2 separate regions of the Zea mays genome follow, and region 2 is linked to region 1. Evidence: chromatin contacts called from public Hi-C data. All regions are on one chromosome and are shown on one strand. Each heading gives the region's core, a stretch centred on a gene start, on an enhancer-like site or on the middle of the called end of the contact. The rest is flanking DNA. Distances are from core to core; before and after follow the strand shown.

What was found. A called contact is a pair of places that touch in the nucleus more often than the background predicts.
Region 2: a Hi-C map of leaf shows a contact between it and region 1, with 6 times the contacts expected there. The contact joins the promoter of LOC109941050 here to the promoter of LOC100501627 in region 1. A contact is called at or near these places in 4 of 25 Hi-C or Micro-C datasets (ear, endosperm, leaf and 1 more).

What each region holds. Positions count from the first base shown.
Region 1 is chr7:40,795,918-40,800,033 of Zm-B73-REFERENCE-NAM-5.0, forward strand. LOC100501627 reads right to left here and starts at 1,929. Exons shown (of 7, transcript NM_001196310.1): 1 at 1,321-1,929. The coding sequence starts at 1,890.
Region 2 is chr7:41,147,959-41,151,919 of Zm-B73-REFERENCE-NAM-5.0, forward strand. LOC109941050 (L10-interacting MYB domain-containing protein-like) reads left to right here and starts at 1,566. Exons shown (of 2, transcript XM_020541524.2): 1 at 1,566-1,930; 2 at 2,014-2,773. The coding sequence starts at 1,625. The coding sequence ends at 2,151.

The DNA.
Region 1 (4,116 bases), core at 679-3,178:
GTTGAGTAGCAAATCACAGCAATAAACTTTCATGGTAATTAAGCATTTTCTGAGTTTCATATGATCGAATTGAAACTCCACAGAATAGACCTTTCAAACAAAAAAGTTCAATGGGAGTCCCTGATTATTTAGCAAGCCATTTTATGCATATTGCATAATTTCGTTTTGCAGCAAATGAATCAGAAACCAAGTAGATTATTCATTGCTACAGTGTATTAGGTGATACAAGAACAAAGTTTTGTTATATGTGATTCATTGGGCTAGATATTATAGACCTATAGTATCCTATAAGTTACTCATATTTTCTTCCAACATGGAAACAAAGACAGAAATGGACTCATGATGCACCTCCAGATGCTATGAATGCAACACTGAAACAATAAAGGGACAGACCCAGTGGCAGGGACAGACCCAGTGGCTGAGGAAGGAATAAACCGAGGCAAGCCTTTCCGTGCAAAAGCGGAGAGGCTGCTTCGACCCCACGACCTGGTAATGCATAACTAAAATGATGCAATGAGAACAAAATGGATCCAGTTCAACAAAATAATATTACACTGGAAAAAGTGCACAGCATGTCAAATCCAAAAGAATCTCAAGAGTATTGTTAGCTTCGATGCACAATACCTTTGTGTTTTGGACTTCACATTGTGCAAGCTTGCGTGAAAATCATCCATAAAGGTAGGTATGGTGCGTAGCAACAAACAACTATACCTACTCATACGGCAGCAAAGAGCAAGCTGCACCTTTAAATAAGTTGCACTTTTCTACGTTGTTAAATTATAGTTAGGACTCCTATGTCCATGTAAACAAAGACGTTCAATCATTTTTCCATGACAGTGCACTAGTCCAAACGCGTGAGTTCACGTACAGTATGCAATCGTAATCCGCACGTCCCCAAAAAAAGAGCATTTGCAATGCACAGTGCACAATAACAATTAGGAAGTATCGAGGGCCGGGCTTATCCCGGGTGGTGAAGGCGGCGAGCCGGCGAGGTCCCCCGGGGGTTCGACCCCTGATTTCTCACAAATAAAAATCCCCTCGCTGTTCTCGCTCGCTCTCGGGGGAGCGACTCGGCTGTGGCAACGTCGGCCTGGGTGCCTTTGCTGTGTGGGCAGCCTGTGAGTCACCCCGTTAGTGACAGGATGGCAGGGTTAGGGGGTTTCTCGGTCGGGATCGGTCGGGACCGTTCGCTGTGACCTTCTATCTATGCACCCCGGGTCGAGTTTTTTTTTTGAACGATTAGTAAGTATCAAGTATTCAAGTGTAGCACGTACAACCAACAGCTTAAGAGAATTGTAGAAGAGAAAATAGCCAGTATACCTCGACAACCTCCTCAAGCGGCTGCCCCCGTGGCGGCTGCGCGCCCTCCTCCCACATCGCGACGCGCACGTCGGCGCCGGCCTCCAGGGCGATCCTCTCCATGACGCCTCTCCCGGTCGAAGCTTCGAGCCGGTCAGCATCGACCAGGAGCAGGCACGTGATGCACCCGGGACGGGCCTTGCCGCGAGCCTCCTTCTCGACTGCGCAGCAGAGCGCGCCCTCGGTATCAATCACGGCGACTAGCGCCTCCTGCGCCGGCGAGAGCGCGAGGGGCTCCGCGGACGAGGACGAGGCCTCGACGCGGCGGACGGGGACGGTGGGGCCAACTATGGCGGCGACGACACGGCCGCCCGCGGAGGCGGGGTCGAGGGGCTCGACGCGGACCTGCAGCGTGGCAGTGCGGCGGCGCAACGGGTTGACGGCGGCGTAGAGGCGCATGGTGTCGGCGTCGGAGAAGGACGAGGGCAGGAGGAGGCGGAAGACGGCGAAACCGGTGTCGGCAGGTCCGGCATCGGGCGCGGAGAAGGTGGCGTGCGGCGAGAAATGGGGTTGGGGTTTCACCGCGGCCATCTCTGGTCGGTGGTTGTGGGGTTTTCGCCGAAGAGAAAGTACAGCGCGGGGGAGAGCGAGCGGGGAGGAGAAGCAATGGGTCATGGACTGATGGACTCATGGAGACGTGGGGTTTTGACGTTTTGGTGCGGGTTTTCGGGGGCAGTCTGGGCATTTCGTAGTGCGAGCTTTTGCGCTTTTTGTCTTCTTGTTGAAGTGGAGTCTGGAAACTCTGGATGCCGAACGGACGTGCGGGTTATCAAGGGCAATATCCCGTTAAAAGCTACTTCGTTAACCTCAATTTTTCTAAGAAATTTCTATTTTTTCAAAAAACCATTTAGTTATATAGATTTTTAGGAGTTTTTAGGGGTTAGATAAAAAAATATAAGAGACAGGCTTCGACCCTCCATGCATATTATTTTGTAATTGCATTTATGGTTTAGAGGCTCAGGGTTATATCACAAAGTCTATTAAGTGTCTCAGGTACTTAGAAAAGCGAACCAGCGTCTTAGGGAGTCAGGGTTATATCCGCCCCTAGAGCATCTCCAAGAGAACCCGTAAACTAACACTAAAAACGTTTTAAGGGAAAAAAACTCATTTTAAGCCCTCCAACAGTTCCCTGTTCTTGCCCTAATATTGTTCGCATCCCGCATCGACTGGCTTGCCTCTCGTAAATTTGCGTGTGACGGATTCTTCCCCAATCGCCGAGCGCGCGCATCAGCTGCTGGTTCCCGCGTCGGCGGCGGTGAGAGAAACTTCAGCGGCGCCGTTCGGGATCACGCGTCCGCTCGTCGAGATCCTCCCCGACGGCCCGACCTCAATAAGCACGCCCCGAACGCCATCGTGTGCTCCCCTCCCTGCGTGCCTCTGCCTCCGACCCGTCATCGCCGGGTGCGTGCGCCACCCGCACCTACCACCCATACTAGCTCCCTCTTGCTCCTCTCCGGCGGCGACGACATGCATGCAGGTTGCGGTAAGGGCTTGAATGCAGCTGCGACGGAAAACGTAGGAGCAGACAGTGATTAGGACTGCACTCTGCTCATCAAGTACCTTGTTCTTCCCTCGTGGTGGCGGTTCCTGCTGATGGGGCAAACGCAGGAGCAGGCAATGATAAGGACTTGCCTGTGTTGGTGGATGACAACGGTTTCATTTTCATGAACATTTGCCTGACTTGTCGCCTAGTTTAGACTTCTTCGATTACTATTTTATGTGTCTCGGCTATTGTTTTGTTTTACTATTTTCAATTCTACTTATATATGATGAATAATACTCAAAGAACCATGATAGATGTTGCAGAAGGCGAGAATTCTGTAAACTCCTCCACTGCATTACTAATCAACTCCAACAAATCAATTTATTAGTTGGCCTCCCGTGTTTAAACATAACTGATTAAATGAACATTCTGCAGTACAGACCATTGCAAAATAAAACTAGCTTGATGTCAACTTGTCAAGCAGGAACTTAGCGAAGAGAGGCCAGGCCAGGCCTCAATAGAGCAAAAGTGATCTATCAGCAGAATCGAAGGCAGCAAGCGCAAAGACTGATGACAGGCAACGTCTAGTAGCAAAGAGTTTAAAATTTTAAGGGACTAGTTATTAGCATTCTGATGTGGATATAGTTTTTTTGGAGGAATTATTTTTCAACAGCCCCCAATATGGTGTTTTGAGGAACGATTTTTTAGATAGCTCTTGGAGTTGCTCTTAGGGATGTTTGATACTCCTTCATTTCACAAAAATCAACTTAGCTTTATAAACATCTAGCCAAACAGTATCAACTTCAACAACTCTGCTTTATACAAAGCATAAAGTTTCTTTCTCCTAACTTAAGTGTGCAGTACCTAAAAGGGTACTTCATGAATTAATAATTTCAACTCATGAATAGGGTAAAATTATCCACCTTTACCATCCGTTAACACACAAATGAATCGTTTTTCTATTCTCACAAGTAATGCCATTTCGACGAGCGGTGGTCACACCGGCCCCTGCTATAACACACCAAAATTCTATTCTTAGGATTCAGGAAAATTCTCTAAAAATTTAAAATTTAAAGAGTCTTTATAATAAAATTATAAATTAAAACTATTTTCCTAAAAGTTAAATAAATGTTAAATATAAAATTTTGGATATGTGTTTCAATTATTTTCTTGAATAATTATTATGGTAAAACATCTTACATGATTTTTTTCATGCTAGGTTACATGTGTTGTTTGAACTATTTATATAAATAAAATGAGATAATAAATAACTA
Region 2 (3,961 bases), core at 316-2,815, 350 kb after region 1:
GCGCCTTCCTCTACCTCAATTCTTTATCTCTCTTTGACTCTACGTTGACTAGAGGCGCCTTGTGTGGCCTGTTGATGCCAAAACACACCCTAGAATCTCTCATACTCGGCAGGGTCCCTCCTGAGAGATAAGATCTAGGTCTACTGCGAAGAGGACGACCCCTGCGCCATCGCGGACTGCAATACCCAACTTGTGGATAATAAGAGAAGAGTTAATCTCCTTATGTGTATTGCCCTCTATTCATGATAAATATTAATAATCATACTTAAAGTGCCTAAATTAACTAGAGATACATAAATAATCTATGCATCATGTTGGAGATTTTGCTTGTGCATTTAATTAATGCTGAAATTAGGGTTTAACCTAATTTGAAGTCTAGAGATTGAAATGACATAGAAAAGGAAAGGAAAATAATACACACTATAAAAATATATATAAATAAATATACCTTTTCATACTGGTATTTTAATTTGTGCATTTAATCTAAGTGTGAATTTTACAACAAAATTTGAATTCAAATTTGAAATATAAAAATAAAAAGAAAAGAAAACAGAAAGGGAAAAAGAAAAAGATAGAGAAGGATCAAACCAGTCGCGCGGGTCAAATTCCGTTGGAGGCCCATTTCCGCTCTTGTCCCCGCGCGGCCCAAACGACGTGCGCCGAACCTGATGAGTGACTGGCTGGTGGGCCCGGAAGGTCGGCGTCCGCGAACCTGAGAGAGATGAGGGATACTCGCTGTTTTGTGGGGCCCGAGTGCCAGCCAGTCGCGCTCGCGCCCCTCCTACCTGAGCAGCTAACGTGTGGACCGCCATGGTCAGCATCGCCCCTCACTGCCCGAAAGTCCGCGTAACAACCGCGCTGATCTCGGATGGACTCGAAAAACCCGGTCAAATCTCGCCCATCCAGTGACCTAGATGACCTGGGGATACTTAGGGTCCGTTTGGCACAGCTCCAGCTCCTGATTCTAAGCGAGGATTTGGAGGAGCTGTGCCAAACAGGTATTTTTTTAACTGATTCTCGTATGGAGCCAAAAGATTCGGAGTTGTTTTTGTGAAGAAATGTGGGATCTAAAAAACCTGCTCCACCCTCCCTTAAAACAGCTCCTCAATCAACCAAATATGGACCTCCCCTTAAAGTTTGATCGAAATTACCCGCAATTGCCATTGGACAAAAATATAACGAGCCCCTCCCGCAACCCTCCACGGCGCCCGTCCTCTGTCCCGTGACCCCTGTCTGTCGCTGAAGGGAGCGGCGGCTAGGGTTTCGCCCATCTCTAGCAGTTTTGTCGTCCTCCAGCGAGAGCTCCAACCGCGTCTGCTATCCTGCGGTTCCCAGGTACGTGCTTCTTCTGACCGTGTGCTTGTGTGTTCGTCCAGAGGTGCCTGCCCTTTGCGCGGCGCCTCAGGCTGGCTTGCCAGACGTGGATCACGGCCGCGGGGGCGGCGCGATTCCTGCTCGTCCCGGTTTTCTGCTCTGCTCCCTGCTCTGCTCTGCTCGTCCCGCCGTTCTGCTCGCTAGACGCGGTGCCGCTCTGCTCTGCTATCCACGACCGGCCTGTGGTAGAACACATTCCTTTTTGGTAGCTGCATATATTTGTTTTAGATTTTAATTTTTTTACAGCAATATGGGTGATAGTGTCGATTGGAATGAAGATAACACTGCTCTAGTGTGTGAATTGTTCGCCGAACAAGTGAAGGCGCACAACCGTTCTGGTATCCACTTAAATAAAATAGGGTACAAAAATGTGATGGACAAATTCAAAGAAAAGTCTGGGTTGTCCTACACCAAAATGCAGTTCAAGAAGAAATGGGACAAGATGAGGATTGAGTACACAAATTGGAAAAGACTATCGAAGGAAACTGGTTTGGGATGGGACACCGCGAAAAAAACCTGGAGTGCGACAAATGAAAGGTGGAAGAACTTGAATAAGGTAATAGAACTTTTGATAATTGTATTTATTGCATCTTGTGTTACATGTTATATGTCTAACATCTTCTTTCTCCTAATGTGTAGCAATACAAAGGAATTGCCAAGTTTAAAGATGGGCCTCTGTTGCATGAGGAAGAAAAAGCCATCATGTATGAAGATATTAGGAACATAGGAGATGATCATTGGGCTCCGTCAAGTGGTACTACACCACAAATTCTGTAGGGTGAAACCACTGAGAACACTGATGACAAGGATGGAGACTATGAGGCCAATGATGACAAGGATGAAGACTATGAAGAATGTGAAGAATGTGAAGAGGTTTCCCCTACAACTGCTAAAGGAAAGCGTCATGTTTCTGTTGGTCGAAAGGACAAGGGTAAAAAGCCCAGGTCATTGGGAGGACATTGGTGCAAGATCAATTGAGCAAACTTGTGATAGCAAGTGAGAAGAGCACAACATCCGTTGAGTCTTTGGCAAGAAAGGAGGACAATGGGTGCTCCATTAGAGATGTCATGGCACTGGTGAAGGAGTGTGGTGCAGTTCCAAGAACAAAAGAACACTTCATAGCATCTCAAGTTTTTGTCAAGAGGGCAGAGAGGGAGATGTTTACGACTTTGGACACACCGGAAGAACGCTTCAACTGGCTTACAATGAAACATGATTGGGTCACTAGGATGAGTCACTAGGATCTGTAGTTTTTTGTAGCACTATGTCCCATTTTCAGTGCTACTATGTATCTGTTTAATCCTTTTTACTCCGGTTTGAACTTGTTGTGACATTATTGTGGATGGATTGTATCACTTTTGTTGTTGCCCTATTTTTTGTTATCTATTTTGTTGCTGCCCTTTTCACTGGTTTTTGTTTTTAAGATATTTTGTTGTTGTCTCATTCCTTTGATGTATACATATGTCTTCTTCTTCTTCTGATAGTGAAAGGGACTCAAGTGATTCAGAAGACTTGAAAGTTCTTCAAGTTATTATTGGGAACCAAAAAAAATATTGTGGCTACTGCATCTCTTTTATCATGGTATTATGCATCATATGTTGATAAGAATGAGCCAAGGGCAACAACATTTTCTGGTATTTCTTGGGTCATGGAAGCATTGAACAATCCAAAAGAATGCTACAACATGTTTAGGATGGAACCAGCTCTATTATACAATTTGCATGATGAGTTGGTAAGAGACTTTGGTCTATCCTCTTCCATCCATATGAGCTCTATGGAATCTTTAGGATTGTTTCTTGTTATTTGTGGTCATGCTTGGTCATTCACTGCCGTCCAAAAGGATTTCAAGCACTCTAATGAAACAATTAGCAGAAAATTCAGTGATGTCCTGAATTGCATGGTAGCAATGTCAAAAAGGTACATACAACCAAAGGACCCTAATTTCCATATAGTGCATAGAAGAATTACCAATGATCAAAGAATGTGGCCTCACTTTTTAAGGGTTGTATTGGAGCAATTGATGGCACTCATATAAATGCAACGCCTCCAAAGAAAGACTTCATCAGGTTCATGGGAAGGTCTGGTAAACCTACTCAAAATGTGATGGGAGTTGTTGATTTTGATATGCGCTTTATATATGCATCTATTGGACAACCTGGCTCCATGCATGATACTATTGTGTTGTACCATGTGCTTGAAGCTGATGAAGATTTATTTCCACACCCCCTCTAGGTAAACAAATGTCAAAAAATTGGTCTACTTTTTGTCCACATATTTTTCAAGGTTCTAACTCAAGTATAATGTATGTTACATGAAAGTACTATGTTGTTGATGCTGGATATCCAAATAGGGATGGGTACTTGGCCCCGTACAAAGGGCAACGATATCATGTTCCGGAATGGAGAAATGGTCCTCCACCTAATGGTGAGCAATAGCTCTTCAATCATTTACAGTCAAGTCTACGGAATGTTGTTGAACGCACATTTGGTGTATGGAAGATGAAATGGAGAATTCTTCTTAAGATGCCAACTTATCCTATGGACAAACAAAAAATGATTGTTGCTGCTGCAATGTGTCTTCACAATTT